Regions from separate parts of the Sus scrofa genome. Here region 2 is linked to region 1. A link is a contact called in public promoter capture Hi-C data. All regions are on one chromosome and are shown on one strand. Each heading gives the region's core, a stretch centred on a gene start, on an enhancer-like site or on the middle of the called end of the contact. The rest is flanking DNA. Distances are from core to core; before and after follow the strand shown.

Evidence for each region. Promoter capture Hi-C pulls out the DNA fragments that hold promoters and counts their contacts.
Region 2: a promoter capture Hi-C map of liver shows a contact between it and region 1, with 5 times the contacts expected there. The contact joins the promoter of OCLN here to the promoter of SLC30A5 in region 1. A contact is called at or near these places in 1 of 5 promoter capture datasets (liver) and 2 of 47 Hi-C or Micro-C datasets (epiblast stem cells and liver).

What each region holds. Positions count from the first base shown.
Region 1 is chr16:47,283,211-47,286,577 of Sscrofa11.1, reverse strand. It overlaps SLC30A5 (solute carrier family 30 member 5), which reads right to left and starts at 1,604. Exons shown (of 16, transcript NM_001137624.1): 1 at 1,518-1,604. The coding sequence starts at 1,600. It overlaps LOC110257255, which reads left to right and starts at 1,115. Exons shown (of 3, transcript XM_021076818.1): 1 at 1,115-1,120; 2 at 1,221-2,178. The coding sequence starts at 1,115. The coding sequence ends at 2,138.
Region 2 is chr16:47,598,680-47,602,046 of Sscrofa11.1, reverse strand. OCLN (occludin) reads right to left here and starts at 1,525. Exons shown (of 9, transcript NM_001163647.2): 1 at 1,503-1,525.

The DNA.
Region 1 (3,367 bases), core at 355-2,854:
TTAATACAGTTTTTTTTCCCCTGAACTTTTTTTTGCTTTTTAAGGCCTCACTGGGCACATGGAAGTTCCCAGGCTAGGGGTCTAATCAGAGCTATAGCCACCGGCCTATACCACAGCCATGGCAACATGGGATCCGAGCCGTGCCTGTGATCTATACCACAGCTCACAGCAATGCCGGATCCTTAACCCACTGAGCGAGGCCAGGAATCAAACCTGCATCCTCATGGATCCTAGTCAGATTCGTTAACCACTAAGCCATGACAGGAACTCCCTCCCCTGAACTTTTCAAAGAGTAAGTTACATACATCCTGCTACTTTATCCCTAAATACTTGTGTTTCCTAAGATCATGAGCATACTCATAAAATCAGTGCAGTTATCAACTACAGGAAATTTAACATGGATATATTTTTATCTAATCTATTGTCCAGAGTCCAATTTTGTCAAGTGACCTAGTACTGTCTTTCACAGCATTTTCCCCTCTAGAAATCCACATCAGAATTGCCTACTGCATTTAGCTGTCGCATCTCAGGAAATAATACCTGATATCCTGTTATTTACAAAAACAAGTTGCTCAAAATAGATTAGAATTGAACTTGTACTACAGAAAATGCAGCTAATTTAAATTTTGCTCCAGCATTTGCTGTGTTCTTCCCTTTTCATAAAAAAAAGTTGCGTTAGTGATTCTATTTCTACAGTTCCAAGAATTTACCAAAACCATCTTTAAATCTCAAAGGAGTTTTCAAGAACAAGAAAAACTTAACCTCATTAACTATAAAGGCAATGAAAATTGTTGGGCCATGTTTTACGCATCTTTCACTCTACCTCAGAAATTAGGACAGGTCAAGAAGGACACACTGGAAAGTGGTCAGTATACTTACCTCTTGGGGATTAACGGGAGCATTGCTGGGAAGGGGATAAAGGGGGGATTTTTCCTTTTTACTCTATGAATTTCTGTGCTGCTTGAATTTTTGGACAACGAGCACACATTTCTTAATAACAAAACAAAATAAACGAAGAAAGGAAAACTAGATGACCGGCTGGATTCTTGGTGTGCGGGGTTAACCTGAACATCAAAGTTCATCTGTTTGTACTTTGGTTTCTTCGCCTCAAGAGATGACGGTGACCCTTCCTCTAACTTACGCAGGCAGACGTCAGAAAGGTTAAGTATCACCAACCCATTATTTCGGGGAGAAACAGCCAACAGAAATGCTTCTCATAGGTCAGAAAAACCTCTCACGTCAACTGGCTGGCAGTTCTAAGGTTAACGGTCTGCCTGGAAACCCAGATCTCAAGCAGAACCTCCTTGGATCTTAGAGCATTCATTCTGCAGAGAGGGACGGCGGAGCCAAAGAAAGCTAGAGGCGGCCTGGGAGCCGAAGCAGGGAGGACGGAGGGCTCCGGGGCGCGTGCAGAACCGAGGAGGAGTCCCGGGCTGTCAACGGGACGGGAGGGAGAGGGAGCTCGCCTGCGCGGGGAGACCGCAGATCGGGAGGCGGGTGCCAGATCAGTCCCTTACCGAGCGCTGGGCACGTCCACCGGCCCGAGGCCGCCGCCGCCGCCTGGGCCGGCTAACACTTCCCCGCCGTATTTCTCCTCCATCGCGGGGATCAGGAGCCGCCGCCGCTGCCCCTGCCGCGGGGTCTCCTCATGTCTCGCCGCTGCCGCGGAACAGCGGTCGCAAGCGCGTCACTTCCCCATGGCAGCGGCCCTGTCGGGTCCCCGCAGGCCGGGCCGCCGCCGCTGTCCCCGGCTCGCAAGCACACACGCGTCGGGACTAGGCCACGGACAGTTCCGGCGGCGCGGGGCTCCCCGGAGGCTCACCGGAGTGGACGCTGCCAGGCCACGTCACCGACCCAGCAGCCCTCACTCTCGGGGGAGTGCCAGGTTCTGCGCCTGCGCAGGACACACCACTCGCCAGCCCTCCCTCTTCCTTAGGCTCCTCCCACCGCGGGGCTACAGATCGAATCTTCACCCCCTCTCAGCCTCTCTCATTGACGCGGCCTCAGCGCATACCTGTCCTGCAGCGCCACCAACGGGTCGTCAGGAATATAGCGGATTCTTCTGCCGCGGAGGGCAGGGGCGGAGGAAATACACAGCGTGTGACGAAATAGAGTTTCTTTTAAATTCTGGCTCCTAAACTGTGCTGCTTAATCCTGCAGGCCAGTAAACCTAGGCAGGTAGGACCAGCCCTTATTAGGGTTATTTTTATGTTACTAAAAAGTTAAGAAAATGGTCTCCAGTGTCTGTCTTGATTTGATTCACAAATCTGCCACTTACTAATTGTGTCACTTGTCCTTTCTGACTCGTTTTCTGATCTGGAAAGTAAGAGTAGTAATATCTGTATCCTCGGGTTCTTGGGAGGATTGTGTGTGTTCAAATGTGAAAAGTGGAGTTCCTGTCAGTAGCTCAGCGAAAAGGAATCTGACTAGCATTCGTGAGGACACAGGTTCGCTCCCTGGCCTCACTCAGTGGGTTAAGGATCCAGTATTTCAGTGAGCTGTGGTGTGGGTTGCAGACACGGCTGGAATTCAGCTTTGCTGTGGCTGTAGTGCAGGCTAGTGGCTACAGCTCCGATTTCACCCCTTTGGGAAACTTCATATGCCATGGGTGCGGTCCTAAAAAGACACACACACACACACACAAAAGAGAAGTGAAGTGTGAATAACAGTGAATGGTATATACTAATCAATACATGTTAATTATTCATAGGGAAATTTGAGGACTGGGATTCGGAGATGAAAATGGGGTTTTGAACAGTGTAAATTATGATTAGCTTATGCTACACTTAATTTGAATATACAGAAAGTGTTAATAACATATAAGAGAACGAGAAGTCCTAGTCTCTGCCTGCTGGGACTTTGTAATCTATTGTGAAAAATATTTAGCAATTTGAGAGCAAGACCTTAGCAACATTACACATTAAATTCTCAAATGCTAAGGTTTTCCAAATAACCAGATAGGGATTTAGCCGGAAAAGACTCACTGATAGGACCTGACCTCGAACTTGGATAAGGTTTTGGATATGGGAGAAAAACATTGTGGGAAGATGTGTCGTATGTGTAGAATGCAGAGGAAGGCATGAAATTTAAAAGCTAAAGATGCATTTGTGCTTTTTTTTAGGGCTGCACTTGTGGCATATGGAGGTTCCCAGGCTAGGGGTCTAACTGGAGCTATAGCCGCTGGCCTACACCACAGCAACTCGGGATCCGAGCCACATCTTCGACGTACACCACAGCTCACGGCAATTCCAGCTCCTTAACCCACTGAGCGAGGCCAGGGATCAAACCCACCACCTCATGGTTTTGTTTCTGATGTGCCACAATGGGAAAGCCTCAAAGTGACTTTTTTAATAGCATTTTTTTTGGG
Region 2 (3,367 bases), core at 276-2,775, 320 kb before region 1:
CTATTTTAGGGGACTTCCCTGGTGGCCTAGAAGTTAAGGATCTCGCTTTGCCACTGCTGAGGCTCTGGTACAGGTTGGAGCCCTGGTCCAGGAACTTCCGCATGCCACACACAGCCAAAACTAAGACAAATAAGGTGTTTATTTTAAAACACCAGGAAGACAAAATATTCAATACATACAGTGCAAAGGAAACACTGTTACACTAGGGAATGCAAAGTTGAGAACTCTACCACTGTCTGGAAAGAACTAGTTTTCTATCAAAAAGCCTAAGGGCCTTAAGAGGAAGGGATTCTCTTTCCCAGGGATCGCAATAATATACCTGTAGTGCGTGAGGGCCACACAGTAACCTGGAAATCTGCCTCCTGCCTGCCCCGGGTCACCTCCCGGGTGGGCAGGCTACCCGGCCCAGGGATGCCCCGGCTTCTCCTCCGTCTCAGTCGCTTCACCTGGGACCGGAGGGTCTTGGAGCCGCTGCTGCAGCCGCAAGGTGCAGAGGCCATTTTGGCCCCTCCGCCCGCCTGGCCCCTCCACCCACCTGGCCTCACACACTTGGTCCGACACAGGCAACATGTCCGCTGCGCGCCGGGCCGGCCCTTCCCCGGGTCGCAGGAGCGCGCGGCCGGCCGGCCGGGGCCAGGTCCCGGAGGTCATGCACCCCCGCCACTTCCAGAGCGCCCCGGGCCGTGAGCGCTCGTCGAGCACGGACGGCCCCGAGGCAGGTCCGCCCACCTGGCGGCGGCCTTTAGGTCACGGGTGAAATAGCCCAGGCGTGTGCGGCTTCCCTCGAAGTACAGCTACACTCGAAATTAAGTCCCCGCCCCCCAGCTTAAATCCACGCGGAACCACACAACTGCCCCCCAGGGGCTTGAAAACAGCCCATCGGCCCACCCCACGTCTCCAGGAATATTGCACGGATTAAATCTGGCCACCCCTTCTCCCCCTGGGGTACCCAAAAGGGTGGGGCGGGATGGCGTCGAGGAGGTCCCCCGGGGGTCCTAACCGCCACGCCCCGGCCAGCGAGCCGACCCCCCTCGCTCCAGTGCTCAGGATCAGAGCCCACTTTCCCCGAGGACCCTCTTCGCGAGGACCCTCCCTCCCAACTGTACCTCGGAGAGCTGGGCGCAGGATCCTCGCTGTTCACTTAACTTCCCGCCAGCCCCCATGTAACCGAAAGGTTGCCCCCACCGCCTAGACACCGGTGGCTTCAAGCGTTTCCGCGGCAGAAGTTGATGGGCGTCTCCAAGCGCACCCCCGCTCGGGAGGCAGCCTCTCAAGTTCGCCCCGCGCGGCTCCCTCGGACGACCCGCGCCTTTTCGCTTCCCGCGAGTCCCAGCCCAGGGACGAAACCGCCACCGAAACCAGCGCGGGCTTCCTCCCCCCGCGCCGCTCCTACCAGACAGAAGGGCCCCTCGTGCGCCCTGGGCGCGGCGCCCAACTCTCACCTTCTCACCGCAGCCTGGCCCGACCCACCTGGAAAGGCGAGACCCAAGGAGCGCGCTCACCTGGAGGGTGCACCTGACGCAGTGCAGACGGCCAGCTCGCCCCGCGGCTCAGCTGGGGACCCAGCCCTCCTCCTCTCCACCCTCCTCCCCTCTCCTCCTCTCCCCTCCTCCTCCTCTCCCCACCCACCCCGCCGTCCGGCCCACGGGCATGCGCACCAAAGCCAGGCCCGTGTGCCAGTTACCCCCCCGCCCCCGCCGCCCCGAGATCCACCTGCTGCACCCCGCGAGGGCTCTGCGGCGCTCTGTCTAGCTCTCCCCGGAGTCCCGCCGCCCCAACCAGAGGAAGGAGAAAGGGGGTGGTGGACACGGGCGAGGAGGAGTGGTGTGGTGGCCTCCTCCCACCGTGATCCATCCACCTGAAACTCAGATGGGAGGGGGAAGGGAGCGGTGGAGAAGGAGGCGGGAGTAACCAGCCCTTCGCACACCCTTGCTGCGCCCGGCGTTAAAGGAACAGTGCGGCCTTTTGGCCTGAAGCACAGGGGACAGAGCACCGAAGGGCTGCTTGGGGTGGGGTCTCGGACATTGAGAGGTTGGGGAGGGGTCCTGGACCATCTGGGAAGCGCTGGGAGACCGGTGGGCTTCGGGTAGAACTGCAGAGTGTTTGGCAAGTAAGGTCTGAAAAGTGTCCAGGGGTGCTCAGCGCTTTGACAAAAAAGGCACGATCTCACACAAAACTTTCCTGCTCCGAAAATGTGGTTAAAGTTTTGTTGCAAAGAAATTTTTGAAAGTCATGCGGGGTTTTGAGAATGGTTTCTGAATGTCTGGATCCAGAAAAAGATCATTACTCAGAATGGTTCTGTGCAGGTGAAGTACTGTAGATAATGGTGTCAGTGAACTTGCCGTCAAAATTAAGTGCATACTCCAATATACGTTACTACCGGTTCAGGGTCCTCTGCCCTTCCCTCCCACATTTAACTATGGTGTGACTGAGAGGCTGTTCTTGGGGGGATCTAAACTATATAAATAGCCTCTTTGGCTTAAAGGGAAAAAAAAAAATTGCCCTAGTTCTGTGTGCTCTCGATCCCTAGGCTCTTTCCAAAGGAGTGTTCAATTTAGGAAAACTCATAGTCTGCACTTAACGCTGTATACACTGATCTATATGCATGTTGTATTTCTTTTTTTTTTAATTGCACAACTGAATGGGGCAGTTTTAGTTCTTGCTACTTAAGTGTCTGCATTGAAGGCTAGAAATTAGCCTGTAAATCCTGCTCACTTTGTGTTTCAGTCTGGAATGTCAGCATTGCTAATAAATTTCAGTCCAATCCCACCCACTTCTCTTCCTCTAATTAAGTGGTTAGGGATGTGACTCTCTCCTACATTAGATCTTAAGACACAGCTCAATACTTAAGGAAATAAAAGCATTATATAAATATAAGGTATTTAAAAATGATGACAGCCTTAATGAGTAATCAATCTAATTGCTGTTTTTTTTCATGGAAGTCATCCTACAGCTACTTTAATATGACTATGTAGATTTTGAATGATGCAGTTTAAATGGGTATTGTTAACACTGGGGAAGCCAGGTTAATCCTCTTAATGTTCACTGAAATCGCCAAACATTCCACTCAGTTTATAATTAAACAAGGGAACATTTCCTGATACTCTCAGATTTATAAACACATGTCTATTATTTTATAGTATACTTAGATACATTCTGAAGAGGAGAATTTAGAGGTTTTTTTCCACTTTAAAAAAATTGAAGTATATTTCACATACTATAAAATTCACCCTTAATTTAATTTTATTTATTTATTTTTGTCTTTTTTCTAGAACCGCACCCTCAGCATATGGAGGTTCCCAGGCTAAGGGTCGAATCAGAGCTGTAACTGCCAGCCTACACCACAGCCACAGCAACGCAGGCTTCC